Linked DNA regions of Zea mays: region 2 is linked to region 1. The links are chromatin contacts, called in public Hi-C maps. All regions are on one chromosome and are shown on one strand. The core of a region is the stretch at or near the end of the contact, and the rest is flanking DNA. Distances in the headings are between cores, read along the strand shown. Region 1 has its middle 48 kb from the start of LOC103634846. Region 2 holds the start of LOC103634847 (cycloartenol synthase).

The links. A called contact is a pair of places that touch in the nucleus more often than the background predicts.
Region 2: a Hi-C map of tassel shows a contact between it and region 1, with 3 times the contacts expected there. The contact joins the promoter of LOC103634847 here to the enhancer-like site in region 1. A contact is called at or near these places in 2 of 25 Hi-C or Micro-C datasets (ear and tassel).

The regions. Positions count from the first base shown.
Region 1 is chr8:16,616,492-16,624,380 of Zm-B73-REFERENCE-NAM-5.0, forward strand. No RefSeq gene overlaps it. Among protein-coding and RNA genes, the nearest start is that of LOC103634846, 48 kb to the left of the region's middle. Within about 2 kb of position 2,825, at least 17 of the 20 cell types and tissues checked have an H3K27ac peak or open chromatin away from gene starts, as enhancers often do. A contact at or near this core is called in ear and tassel, where this site is marked.
Region 2 is chr8:16,856,158-16,864,046 of Zm-B73-REFERENCE-NAM-5.0, forward strand. It overlaps LOC103634847 (cycloartenol synthase), which reads left to right and starts at 3,868. Exons shown (of 18, transcript XM_023300925.2): 1 at 3,868-4,291; 2 at 5,064-5,252; 3 at 5,398-5,487; 4 at 5,593-5,796; 5 at 5,870-5,954; 6 at 6,217-6,383; 7 at 7,120-7,308. The coding sequence starts at 4,082.

The sequences.
Region 1 (7,889 bases), core at 1,575-4,074:
CTATAATTCACCGGACTGTCCGGTGTGCACCGGACTGTCCGGTGAGCCAACGGTCGACCGGGCCAACGGTCGGCCGCACGATCTGCGCGGGACACGTGGCCGAGCCAACGGCTAGAAGGAGGCACCAGACTGTCCGATGTGCACCGGACAGTGTCCGGTGCGCCAACGGCTCTCTAACCCCAACGGTCGGCTTCGCCAAATAAGGAAGGATATCCGCACCGGACAGTGTCCGATGGTGCACCGGACTGTCCGGTGCGCCAGGCGACAGAAGGCAAGATCAGCCTTCCTGGAATGCTCTCAACGGCTCCTAGCTGCCTTGGGGCTATAAAAAGGACCCCTAGGCGCATGGAGGAGACAACCAAATATACTCAAAGCATTCCTAAGCACCAAGACTTTGATTCCACGCATTTGTTTCTTCGTGATAGCATCTAGAGCTCTAGTTGAGTTGTGAACTCGTCGGGTTGTGTTGTGAGCTCTTGTTGCGACTTGTGTGCGTGTTGACATTCTGATTTTGTGTCTTGTGTGTGTTGCTCATCCCTCCCTTACTCCGTGCTTCTTTGTGAACTTCAAGTGTAAGGGCGAGAGGCTCCAAGTTGTGGAGATTCCGCGCGAACGGGATTAAGAAAAGCAAAGCAAAACACCGTGGTATTCAAGTGGGTCTTTGGACCGCTTGAGAGGGGTTGATTGCAACCCTCGTCCGTTGGGACGCCACAACGTGGAGTAGGCAAGCGTTGGTCTTGACCGAACCACGGGATAACCACCGTGCCATCTCTGTGATTGATATCTTTGTGGTTATTGTGTTTTGTTGAGACTCCTCTCTAGCCACTTGGAGATTATTGTGCTAACACTTAACCAAGTTTTTGTGGCTTAAGTTTCAAGTTTTACAGGATCACCTATTCACCCCCCTCTAGGTGCTCTCAAATACGCCTCAAAGCAATACTACGATCAGCACTGCACTGGACTAGGTGCACTGGACTAGGGCGAAAGCCTGAACCAGTATAAACCCCGTGTCTCAGTTCCTTACTCGTGTCACCGTGATCCACCATTTAGAGTGAGTCCGCGCTTGCATCCCCACCGAACACAAATCTATTGTCCCCCAGTTTCTGAAACCACGATAGATAGTTTGGGTTTCCATCCAATCCTATGGCTTCTGCTGCCAATTTCGCGGCGTCGTCCTGGCAACTGGCATCCCCATCTCCATGGGCTACGCCGCATGGCACCTTTATCACGTCGTCCTGGCAACCGACGTCCCCATCTCCTTGGGTAGCATCGTCTGCCAATTTTGTCACCACGTCTTGGACGCCGACGTACCCATCTGTAGGGGCAACAACAAATTTTGTCACATCATCTTCGCTGACGGCGTCTCCGTCCCCATGGACGACGCTACTTGGGGAAGCCACGACTCAGCCATCACCATCTCCATCGATGGTGGATTTATGTAATACCCAACTTTGGAAACTAAAGAAAGGAATAAAAATTTATGTGTAATGCATTCTCATTCATAAGAATTATTAGAAGACATGTTTAAAATAAATAATAGCTCAATAAAATGTGCATCATGTTGGAGTTTTGTTGCCTATGCATATAATAGCAACACTATTAATCAAAATATAGTAATAAGGAAATGAATTGAAGCCTAAATGGAGATTAGGGTTTGAAAATGGAAAAGAAAAGAGAAGGGATAAAGGAAAATCCTAAATGAAAATAAAGAAAAAAATATATACATAAATGTGCCTTCTCATACTGACATTTTCAATTTGAATATTTAACCTAAAAATCCAAAGTTCACAATCAAATTTGGATTTAAACTTGGGATACAAAAAAAAGAGAAAAGAAAAAGGAGAAAAAAAGAGAAACGTGGGATGGGCCAAATCCACTCTCCTCGGCCCATCAAGCCATGGGCGCGCGAGGCCTGGCACCTTTTGCTTAGGGGTGCCACTGTGATGTGGGGCCGCCGAGTCAGCTGACTGGTGCTTATTAATCGCAGTCGTTGCTCTGCTACTGGGGCCCCCTCATCAGCTGGTTGTTCGTCGACCGCCGAAGTCCACAGAGGGAGAGGGAGCTCGTGTAGCGCGGCAATTTCGGAATCAGTTGAACCCATTCAATTTCGTGTATAAAAAAACCTGTTGCGGGTCTTCTCAAGCTAACTACTGGCCCCAAATTTGCCGCCGCCTACGTAGTTGGGGGCCTAATCGACCGCGCCGAGAGTGCCGTGAGGGACATCATCGTGGTGTAGTCGCCGCTTCCACCCATTGTCGCTTCGACTCGCGGTAGTGTGGCTGAGGGGGCTCATCTGGGTGCCGCGAGTGTAATCAAAGCCTCCGCGTGCGGAATTGGTGGTCGGAGCGCGGCGAATTCATTACTAGAGTATTTTCCTTCGAGTTCTTCCGTGGGTCGTCGTGGCCGCCTTGCATGGGTTGTCTCCGTCGATCAGTACTCATCTCATCTGCATCGTGGCCTACCCCGCATAGGGTAGCACTTAATCGCTCGGAGAATGGCGATCGGAGAGGGGAGTCTGGGTGTGCCGGCAATGGCGCTGCGGCGGTGTTGCGCCGTCAGGTTGGGGGATGATTGTGAACAGGGAAGAACCTTGGCGCGGCGCGTGACATAGATCCTTGGGTGGATGGCCATGATTAACTCAATGAAACACTTTGTGCTGAATTCTATCCGGACCGTTAGATCATAGGGTAGCAGTCGAGATCTAATCACACGCATTTTTGCGACACTCGTCGATCCTAGATCCGACGACCATCTCCACATAACGCTTCAGGGGTAGTTTAAATCTAATCTGGCGCATTGAAATTTGATCGGATGGCCCCGGTCGCCCGATAACCCTTCGACATAGAGTTTTACATAAGAGACCTTGGGCTTTTACATAACTAACCCACAGTCCTCATGCGGGTGTAGCTAGAGTCCTGAGGATCTTTCGAATTAGCCCCTGAATTCTTTGGTATTTGGCACGCAGTCCAGTGAGCAAAGAAAACAGATAGTTAATTATAGAAAATAAACTTTTAGTATATAAATAATTCCAGAAACTCATTTAATTCATATAAAACTCATTTAAAATCCTTTTTAATCCATTCTAGTGGCATTAATTTTGTATTAACGTTGTCTATCAACTAGTAACTCTATTTAGCTATGAAACTTGTATTACAATTATTCACTTGAATTATTCTATATTAGGCACTAAATAACATCAGAAATTCATAACTAGATAACCGTAACTCCGAATTTAGTGATTCTTGTTCCTACGATCTCGTTACGTCGCGTAGAATATTATCATGCATTCTGTTCTACTGTTTGGTGTGATGTTAATTTCTGCTATACCATGTTTGTTTGTATTGATGCGAGTAGACGAGCCAGCTACTGAGGATCCGGGGGTTCAGCAGGTGGAGACTGCTGAGCAGGAGCTCGTTGAAGGCAAGTTGTACCCTTAATCACTTCTTTTACCCAATAATATTCTTATTAATCATAATGATCCACATATGTTAATTTTGATGGGACCCAATAAGTTAACCTAGTTTGGCTATCTTTATACCTTGTTTACCACTGAATTTTTGGGTAGTACCTGCTATTGCTTTATATGGTTTTGGTTATGAAGATACACATTATTTATTATCATACTTTTATTATCAGTTTGTTATTTACTGTTTATGATAAGATCATTATGTTAATTGGAACATGGAGCGATCACCCGGGAAAACAGTGCTACCACAAGGGTGGTATGGGACGCCCTTGGCTGACTAATTAGGAAAGCTAGTGGAGGACTACCTTACCCGAAAGGAGCAAGGGCAATAGGGGAGTGGTCAGTTTAGGGAGGTCCTTGGGTTGATTTTGCTGCGATGACGGTCAGGCGAAGGATCCCTGCATTGGAGCTTCCTAAAAATTGTAGCGGCTTTCTGAAGCTAGTGAAACTTTGTAAAGGCCTCGTAGTGTTACCCTGCCTCGCTTCCTTGGTAGAGGTCTATGGGAGTCATGATCCCTTGGCAGATGGGTAACATGAATTGTGGGTAAAGATGCGCAACCTCTACAGAGTGTAAAATTGGTATATCAGCCGTGCTCACGGTCATGAGCGGCTTGGACCCTCACATGATTAATTTATGGAATTAAATTCAATTTGTAATTTCCATCGCATTGTGGTTTATTATCAATTTTGTTCTACTATTACTCTGGTTTGGTATTTACTAACATTTAGTAACTGCTAATAAAATTTGACCAACTTCTAAAAGCCATGCTCAACTTTAACCCTTATTTATTGATCAGCCTTACACTTCACATGAGCTCCCACCTTTAGTGAGTTCATGGACATTATTCCCCACAACTTGTTGAGCTATGATCTTTTGTGAGCTCACTCTTGCGATATATAAACCCCCCACAAGTGAAGAGCAGGTGGTCCAAGAGGAGCCGCCCTACAATGAAGAATACAAGTTGATCTAGGTGGCATCTCCTAGTCAGCTTTGTGGCGCCAGGGAATAATATTTAGTTCGCTTTACTATTATCATTTATTTTTGTAAGACTTCCGCTATGTAATAATGACAATTATGATATTTGTGACAATTATATCCATACACTTTGTCATTATATGTGATGTTCTTCTTTGGCGCACATATGAGACGCACCCGGCTTTATCCCTTAAATCCGGGTGTGACAACTTGTGGTCCTCGCTCCTGGTGGTGGAACATGGGTTGTTGCAAATCAAAGCAACAATGCAACATGAGTGACAACTGGCGTCGTTCGCATGACTCCAGGCGTCAGTGGCTGTGGTCCTACAAGCTGCTTTTCGTGGCTTCCTTGCACGGCAGAGAGTGCGGCAGATGCGCCGGCAGATGCTCGAGGCAACCATGGTGGCGGTTGACCTTGGCACACGGGGGCGCGAGCTCGCCCTGCTCGGCGGCCATCACCAGCCGCGTCGGCCCACTATCTCCAAGTGCGAGCATGGTGCGTGTCCCGCGGGTGGCGAACTTCAACTCTATGATAGTGACAACAGGGAAGAGTTTCAAGGCCAACTCATTTATCTCCACTATAACACAACCAATGAAATAGAGAATCTGATTGGATGGTTGCGCGTGGACGCGCAGGCTGGTGCCGTCCTGGCCAGTCGGATACGATAATTTTGAGCGTATGTGCGATGCAAGCTAATGGCTTTAACATAACTTATTTTGCATCCACTCATGTAGTCCGCATCTCACACGTACAGTCAATCAAATAAAAGCTCAGATAAAGTCAATGCATATAGTAGCCTAAGATGAGATGGTACTGGCAAGGCGACAACCAATCTAAAGGAAAAAGGTGTGGGACGGGAACAATAACTCGTCCATGCAAGGGGAGGAAGGGTTGGGGTTTTATGGCAGTGTCAAACTGTGAATTGTAGACATGTAACCTTAAAATAGATGGGAAAGTTTTAGTGGAGAGCAGGATGAAGCGATGGAGACTGGAGGGTGGGGGTTTCCGCTCTACGTCTTGTATAAAAAAGTGAAGCTCATGGATATCTGACAGGATTTGGGCCATTTTTGACTATCTCGCAGAAATCCGCAGATTCTCAACGAGACGCTGGAGCTAGGAGCAGCGCCAAACTGGGCCTAAAATTTCAAAAGGCTTGAAAAGAATCGATCATGTCATCTCTTCTTTTTCTCTACTCTAAGCAATAGTTTTTTTGGTTCTAGTTTCTACCATTGTTGTGTCTATACATTTAAATTGTAAAAATGCTAAAATTATGTACAAATGAGGATTAAAACCATGATTGTTGGCTCTAAATCCATATTGACATCTATATAGCCAACATAACACATATTTTTTTATGTTTCATATTTTATAGTTAAACATAAACTTAATTGGAAACCACATCAATTTACAGACACTTTGTTAGTCTCTTTTATTAAAACCTGACCCTGATTTCTCGTGCCTCCAAATTTTGGTCGACATGCTCGACTGGCACGCGGCCATGTCGCCCTCGACGTTTTTAGCCGTCAGATCGACTTCCAATGGTTTCGTGAACCCTTGCCATGCCGCACTCCACTGCGAGCGCCATGAGAGGATATGACGACTTGCCAAACCTAGGGCCTGTTTGGTTCGCTGCCTAACTTGCCACACTTTTCTTAACTTTTCTGCCTAAGGTTAGTTCTTCAATTCGGACAACTAACCTTAGGCAAAGTGTGGTCATTTAGCCGCGAACCAAACAGACCCCTAGCCCCTAGCCTCTGCCGAACTGCCCACTGCCACAAGAGCCATCACCGAACTTGGGTCTTATTGTTTGTGAACATGTTTAAGAGTTAGCTTGGTAGGTTGATTGCTACCTTGATGGAAGTCACAAGAGGAGGGGCAAGTTGCCCCAAAGCTATGTGACAAAGTGTTCTTATGTTGAGTACCCATGAGGACTGGGGCATGTATTCCCAAAGCTATGTGACAAAGTGTTCCGACGCTAAGTACCTACATGGGGAGGACACTTTGCATCAAAGCTGTGGGTCAATGTTTGAAGGTGACTTGATGCGATGTGTTCTATGGATTGGGGCAAAGTGCCTCAATGCGGGGTGTCCCGAGGGCTGGGCAAGGTGCCCTGACATGGAGTGCTCTAAGCTCTAAGTTTCCCTAGGGCATGTAACTACACATTTCGCAAGGTTCCAATAATCCTTATGGGCTAACTTAACATGGAGCACCCTAAACTCCGAATAACACTAGTGGATGTTTCTATTAAGTGCCCTAGGGCACCCCAAGAAGCCTCAGAGGCTAACTCTGCATGGTGCGCCCTATGCCCTAGAGTGCGCCGTGCCTAGTATCCTAGAGTTTCTGGAAACTGCCTTAGGCCTAGAGGGGCCTCGGGGCTAACTCAACACAGAGCGCCCTAAGATCTGAGTTGCATTAGGGGATGTTTCTACAAAATGCTTGAGCACAAAGAAGCCTTAGGGAAAACTTTACATTGTGCACCCTAGGCCTGAGTGCCTCGTGCCTCGGTGTCCAGTAGTGTCTCATGCCCTAATGTGCCCCAACGAGCCACTTGCCCCAGTGTGTTCTAAAGTGCATCGTACCTTGGTGTGTCCCAAAGTGCCTAATGCCCTAGGGTGTCCTAGAGCATTAAGTAAAGTGCCTTAGGAACCCAAAGTACACATGGGCTATTAGAACAAGGCATATATATAGTTTATATATCTAAAGCCCCGGGCTTCCAATAACTAGAGGAAGCCAAGGCCAGACACTAGGCTATACGATCATACCCAACTAGGTCTCAATGTCTATAAAAGGAGTCCCAGAACACTAGGGCTCATTTTTTGACACCCCATCCTAACGCACGAGCGACGTAGCCCCCTCACGTGGCGGCGGTTCCTTGAGGCATGAGCGATGACGACGACCTAGGAAACGCGAGCGACAATGGTGGCCCTGGAGGCGCGGGCATCGACCGTGATCTGAGGTGGTGCGAGCGAGCAATACACGCCCCCTCACTGGTCAGTGGCAGTTACTCGAGGCGCGAGCGACGGCGATGGCCCTAGAGGCGTGAGCGACGGTGACGATGGCCCTGGTGGAGCGAGCGTCGGCTGGGGCCTAGGGAGGTGCGAGCGGCTAGAGGCTCGTGCGGTGGCGGTAGCTCCCCACGCGCGCACGACAGTGATGCCCCCCTATTGCGGTTGCACGAGGCACGACCGTCTCCGGCAACGGTGGCCATGCGATTAAATATTTCATGTAATTAACTTTACCAAACTAATATACTAAAATGCACACTAATCACTAAATTAACCAGGAAAAAAATAAATATTAGTAGCTTAATAAATCTATTTTATGGGCAACTCACAATAATTATACTTATTTTGTAAGTATATATAGGAGCATAGAAGGGACATGGTAGACACATGGTGCAGATGTCCAAGTAGAGATGGGGATTGCGGTGAGGCGCTTCTCAGGAT
Region 2 (7,889 bases), core at 2,618-5,117, 240 kb after region 1:
TTCACAATGCCACAAGTCCACATGTGAGAAGTTCGCAAGGTCACTAAACATTACGCAACAAGTACAATAAGAAACATTCATAGCATTCATGTCGCATTATCATCATTTAGGTCTTCATCAACAAGCTTACAATGATGCCTTGGGTCCCTCATCATGATCATCATCTAGGTCTTCATCCTACATTTTGTTAAAGGAATATTGAGAGCACCTAGAGGGGGGTGAATAGGTGATCCTGTAAAATCAAACACTAAATTCCCACAAACTTGATTATAAAGATATTAGTGCGAGTTAATCAAGTCTATGAAGCAAGCTCTTGCGAACACAGACAATCAAAGAGAAAGCACACAAGAGACACGCGATTTTTATCCCATGGTTCGACCAAGTAATACTTGCCTACTTCCACGTTGTGGCGTCCCAATGGACGAGGGTTGCACTCAACCCCTTTCAAGTGATCCAATGATCAACTTGAATACCACGACTTTCTTCCTTATAGTCTTTCTCCCGTTTGCGAGGAATCTCCACAACTTGGAGCCTCTCGCCCTTATAATGATGATCACAAAAGAAGCACAGAAGTAAGGGAGGGGAGAGCAACACACACAAGGCTCAAATCTACAGCACAACCACGCACACAAGTCACAAATTGAGCTCGAAGTACAACACACGGAGTTCGCAACTCAATTGGAGCTCAAATCGCTAACACAAAGAATCGAATGCGTGGAGTCGGAGTCTAGGAGTATTAGAATGTTTCTTGTAAGCTTGTGTGTCTCCTCCATGCGCCTAGGGGTCCCTTTTATAGCCCCAAGACAGCTAGGAGCCGTTGAATACAAACTTGGAAGGCCATCCTTGCCTTCTGTCGAGTGGCACACCGGATAGTCCGGTGCGCCACCGGACAGGTCCTGTAGACGGTCCGGTGCGCGATCTCCTTCCAAAAATGGCATATCCGACCGTTGCTCCTCTGGGCTGATTGGCGCACCGGACACTGTCCGGTGCCCCCCGGACAGTCCGGTGCACCAGCTGACCGTTGGAGCAGTCCACGTATCGCGCAAAGATTGTGCGGTCGACCGTTAGCGCAGGAGACCATTGGCTCACCGAACAGTCCGGTGAATTATAGCCACGTCGCCCCTTTGCTTTTCTCGAGGGCGACGAGTTCGCCGCGGATGACTCACCGGACAGTCCGGTGCACCACCAGACAGTCCAGTGAATTATAGTCGTACACCGTCGTCGATTCCCGAGAGCAGCCATTTTGCCGGAGACCAGCCTGGCGCACCGGACACTGTCTGGTGCACCACCGGACACTGTCCGGTGTGCCAGACCGAGCTGAGGATTGGCTGCATAGAGCCAAGCTTTTCCCTTTTCCTTTCTTCTCTTTAGTCACTGTTTCTAGTACTTGGATAACCATGTTAGTACACAAAATAATTCACCAAGTCTAGAAACATATCTTTTTCCTTGATTTGCACTTCTCACTTTATTTGGCACATTAGAACTTAATTAAATGTGTTGGACACTTAATCACCAAAACATTATAGAAATTGCCCAAGGGCACCTTTCCCTTTTCAAATATATAGTTAAATCATAGCTAATGTTTTATGCACAAAATAGAATAGAAAATGAAGGTAAATTAACCTCAAGTGAAAGATTTATAGCAATAGCCTCGAGTTCCTCCATTTCACAAACCATATCAGGAATAGCAACACACTTAGCCTTGGAACCTGGGAATATAAAGATCCATTAGTGCATTTTAAAAAGGTAATGACTAATTAAATTGTAAATAAATATAAGTTGCTGCTATATAACCTTTTCTTGCTCCATCTATCCAATCTTTGGTGCAGACAAGTGCTTCTACCATGGTAGGATCAAGACGAGTACGAAATAGATCAAGTACACAACCACCACCACTAAAACTCGCCCAAGATAGGATATTCTTCTTTATGTGCTTTCCATCATGCTAATATGCCAAAAGTATGCTTATTATTTTTACCGACCTTTAATATTGGATATGCCAAATATTTTTTCTAAGTCACTTATATCAATAGAATCATCATGACCTTGTCCATCAAATATATAGCAATCAAGCTCCTCATCAATACTTCACTTAATCATGTCAACTCCTGGAGGGAAGGGCGAGGGTGAGGGGCCAAGGGCGATGCGCGCGACACCCACAGATAACCTGCAGAGGCCTATGTGCCGCCGGGAGGGCTAGATGAGCCATGGAGAAAAGGGCGAGGACGAAGGCCGCTGGGACGACCGGATGAGGGAGAAGAAGCTAGGAATCAAGGTGATACCTGGCTGGACGAGGACGATGTGCCGCTGGCGTTCTAGCTCTAGAAGGTGCCCACGGGTCACAAACCCTAGCCGCCTAGTGTGGAGGGCGCCGTTGGGTTGGCTGGCTGGCTGCTAGTGCTTGCCGCTTGAGTACACGCAGGACGCAGCAGCAGCACGCTGTACCGGCCAGGCGCCACGGATAGGATAGGGATAGGTATGCAGTGCAGCACGCGGTAACGGCCAGCCACATGGCCTATGGGCTATGTAAGGTCACGGGCTGGGCCGTGTGGGCTGAATGTGCTTATGATATTTTCGAAAATTTCGATAGTTGAATCCGGTAAAATTTCAATTAAAATCGGTGACCGACGAAAACGGTCGGTAATACGCCGTATCGATTCATATACCGATTCCAAATTAAAATTATGAAAACCAATATCGATATCGTTTCCAAAAAATACCGATACCGATGAATTAGACCGAAAAAAATCGGACAGTTTCTGAAATTCCAAAAAAATTCCGAAACCATTTCCATCCTACGCGTAGTCATCCTATCTGTGTAAGTCTGCAGGCTCATAGGGCTCCAAGGCCTGGCCGGTATACTATAGGCTTGGCCTCCCATGTAAGGCCATGAAATACTATATGGCGCTGAGCCAGGCCCTCTATAGTCTGTCTTGTGCCAATAGTCCTAGAGGGTGTTTTACTAACAATCGACGCATGTCTTTCTCTGACTGCTGATAATAGACGATATCATAACTGCATGCATGAGTAGACTCTTCGTGTGGATGGCTTATATCTAGAGATATAATTTTAGTGGAGTTTAGAACTATAAGATATATCTAGATATGTAGATGTAGCTAGACTAGTTCAATACATGTTTAATAGGATATTTTTTATACTATTACCGAAATTAACTTCTATTATGGATGTCTTGGTCATCATAATATAAATCATAGATTTCGAATTTTATGATAAAACAGAAATAGACATATAATATCCTTGTTCTAATTTTTAATGAGCATTTCACAGTTCTTTTCTCCCGTTGTAGTAGTATATGAGCACGTTGGCTAGCTAGTAAGAGTTTATTTTGTAGAAACTATTGAAAGTCTATCTTAATTATTAAGCATGACAGAGCCATAGTATAGTTTCATATATAGTCATATATAGTTGGGACCGCTCTTATATATATATATAGCTACATCCTACATGGTATAGGTTCCGATTCTATACGGAGTGTTAGACATATTAAAGAAACAAGGTTTTGATAGGACTATATTAATACTAAAACCATATCTTGTGTGTTGCTCGAGGTAATGTGGTATGCTGGTTTGGATAAATAAATGTATGTTAGTAGTTGACGAAGATAGCTTATATATATATGAATAGATATCATATATAGTTACATGCGCTAGTAAGGTATTGATATAGGTGTAGACATAGACATAGACATAGACATAGACATATATAGACATAGATATAGATATAGATATAGGTAAACATATAGATATAAACATAGATAGAGATATATTCATGCATAGATATAAACATAGATAGAGATATATTCATGCAGGGTCAGTTTATCTGGACCTCCCATGGAAATTAGGGGATATAATATGAATTCTAACCCAAACCTGATACGGAACTCAACGATTGTGTGGCGTCGTTTTGCTATAGAAATTAAGGGCCGGAGGCCGGAGCAGATATATACGCTGCACCTACTACACAAACACAGTCAGCTAGGCGCAGCTAGCAATTTCTCTCTTGGTTTGGTTGCATTGCATGCCCCCCGGCCGGCCCCTTCACACACGCATAGCACAGTCGCATGTGGAAGCTGAAGGTGGCGGCGGAGGGCGGCGGCGGCCCCTTGCTGCGCTCGACGAACCGCTTCGTCGGGCGGACCGTGTGGGAGTTCGAGCCTGACCTCGGCACGCCGGAGCAGCGTGCCGAGGTGGAAAAGGCGCGCCGGGACTTCTCCGACCACCGCTTCCAGCGCAGGCATTCTGCCGACGTCCTCATGCGCATGCAGATGCAGGTCTGTACATATATACGTGTTGCTGTTGGAATTGGAACACACGGACAACGGGCTAGTGTTATATATTGGTAAAGTAGAAAATAAATCTCTGAATAAAAGATATAATAAATACAGATATAGTTTCAACTTAACACATGAACAAAAAAAAAATGTAAGAACTAAAACTATCTAAAAGAAAAAGATGGTAAATAAAGCGTGTGTAGAACACAATAAGAGAAATTGACAATACAACTTAAACTCTGTTTTCAAATACATACATTGAATACCTATATATGAAGGGGAATAATACAAAGGATGTCAAATGCACATCTTATTCTTAAAAAAGGAGTAGGGGAACTGAGCCGTAGCTCCGACGAGCTGGGCCGGTTCTAGGTTCGATTCCTATCGATCCTAAATTTTTTTCACAATTCAGGTGGGGAGCCTCTCCCCGCGACAGTCAAAAAAAAAAAAGAAGTAATGTGTAAAAATGGCAAGAGAGAGAGAGGGGATTAGATTAGTAGCGGACAAAGAAATTAACTACTCTCTCTATCCTAAAATAGTATTCAGTTTAGCCCTTAATTTTTATGTTTATATTTAAATAGATGACGATGAATATTTAAAACACATACATTAAGTATTCTATGAACTTATTAATTAGCTAAAACCGAATTTTAATTTGGGACGGAGGGAGCATTTATTACTACTCTCACTATCAAGGGTTCCCATTCCATATGCATATAGACCGAGTTATACATATTACTCACATATATATATATGTTCCCTTGTCCAGCAGTATTCAAAAGGCACCCCTCTTAAGCTGGACCTTCCTGCTGTCAAGAAGCTGGGGGAGGACGAAGACGTTACGGAGGAAGCTGTATCGACCTCTTTGAAACGGGCTATCAACCGCGTCTCTGCTCTCCAGGCGCACGATGGCCACTGGCCTGGCGATTGTAGTGGCCCTCTCTTCCTTTTGCCAGGCTTGGTACGTGTATATCCTGCTCCTCTCTAACTTGCATTATTAATAATCCTTCTATATATGTTTTTCATATATTCTTTGGTTACAAGGAAGAAGAAGAAGTTACGTACTGACGACGACATTAATTATATTGCGATATATATATACATAGATTATAACGCTGTATGTGACCGGAGCATTGAACGCGGTTCTATCTTCAGAACACCAGAGGGAGATACGCCGCTATCTCTACAACCATCAGGCAAGCGCCAGCTGGCTGAATTACTTCAGCTTATTACTGATTTAACAAAGGAGGAAAAAAAAAACTACCCTGAACTGAACTATGCTGCAATTTTGCAAAGTGTAGAACGAAGACGGAGGGTGGGGGCTGCACATGGAGGGCCACAGCGCAATGCTGGGCACAACCCTCAACTACGTTGCTCTGAGACTGATCGGCGAGGGCCCGGACAGTGGTGGAGATGATGGAGCAGCCATGGAGAGAGGCCGCAACTGGATCCTACAGCGCGGTGGGGCAACCTATACAACGTCGTGGGGCAAGTTCTGGCTAACGGTAGGGACATTAGTTTCTTGTTGTTTATTACTGTTAATTTTCACAGCCTAGTTTAATTATGGAGCTTTTCAAGGTGCTCGGAGTATACGATTGGTCTGGTAACAACCCGCTGCCACCAGAAATGTGGCTGTTGCCCTATCACCTGCCTTTCCACCCAGGTTCCTCCTGACTTCTGCCTCTTTTTTTTCAGAGAAACACAGCTAGTTTTTGGAATTTATTATCTCCGTAGTTCTTGTTTGCAAACATTTAATTTAATTCATTCATTAATCTTGAACTATTTTGGGTGCACAAAACTACAGCGTTTTTATTACTATATATATATATATATATATATATATATATATATATATATATATATATATATATATATATATATATATATATTATGACGATGATTATTCGCTCACAAAATAATCGTAGGTCGCATGTGGTGTCATTGCCGAGCGGTGTACTTGCCCATGTCTTACGTCTATGGGAAGAGGTTTGTTGGGCGTATTACACCACTTGTCTTGGAACTCAGAAATGAACTCTACGGAGACCCATACAGTCTGATTGATTGGAACAAGGCTCGAAACCAATGCGCAAAGGTTTGTTTGTTTGTTTGAGAAGGCTACTTAATTACTTGGCTAGCACTAGAAACAATGATTTAGCACAACTCCGCCAAGTGATTTACTATGACATTTTGGTAAATATCATCATGAGTTATATATAGTAACACATATATCAGAAATATATATATTCATAATATCGTAAATTAGTACGATCCTCTCATTGTAACTCCACATGGATGGCCACATGCACGCAAAGTCAAACTTTTGAATATGAGGCATTATTGAACACGGAAATATCATGATTATTTTCTAAATAAACAATTTGATATATGCAATCGCTTTTCCTGATATTATATTGCTCACTGGTATAAATGAGTATATATACGGGCCAAATTAGTATATGGCAGAAGTTCATTATGTGTCTAGATAGTATCATTAATGTTATATATGATTAGTCCGAACAGAATCTTTTTGAAATAGGTATCCTTTTGTTCCTTTTTGATTGAGGACATTCAAGAATGGATTGGCCACTTTTATGATGTTAATTGGTTTCAACCTATGCTATGGTTGGGATGCATCTCACAAATGCATGCTGAAGTATTTTTTTAATTCCATTCACAATAATTACTACAAGAAAGAGAAATGGTTTGAGAACTTATTCTAGTAAGACTTCAAACAAATATTACTTTTTTCCTTTTTTGCGTCATTTATGAGTTGTATTTTAGGGTTCGATATTTCTCCAAATATCTAAGTGATGTTTGTTGTACTTCAGGAAGATTTGTACTATCCACATTCATTCCTTCAGGATGTCTTATGGGCCACTCTCCATAAGTTTGTTGAACCGGTTATGATGCATTGGCCTGGGATCAAATTTAGGGAGATTGCTTTGCGCACAGCCATGCGCCACATTCACTATGAAGATGAGAGCACTCGATACATTAACCTTGGTCCTGTAAACAAGGTAAACTATCGATTATGATTATGCGTTGATTCTTTACAAAAGAAAGTATTCATGGTTTTGGTTTTTATAGTTCTTACGGTCTTACCACAACAAATCGAGAACATTATCACAATATGTTACAAACAAAACCCATGTTTTCGTATCCAAAGGACGTGTTCATGCACTGCAATGCCATTACCAGAAGAATCTAGATAGCTACAGGGTGAATAATTTATAAAAAAATATTCTACAAAATCACAAGGCTAGAGCAAAGTTAATTAGCACACAACTTACCTTCGTAGACATTACTTGCTCTAGCATTACATTATCCAAACAAGCCCTACACAACTCTAGCATTAAATGATTTTTGATCTAAATCACTACAACAAAAGCTACTAGATACGACAAGCTACTCTAGCTAGCTAACTAGTGAGTAACTAAGAACTAGCTACTCTACTACTAAACCTACAGCTAACTAGAGAGCTACTCTGTCAAGAAACTACCACAAGAGCTATAGATATGAATGTAAATGCAAATGAGAGTAGTTCCAAACCACCAAGGGCAAGATATTAACCCAATGGTCTATCGTTGTGGTTCGGTTG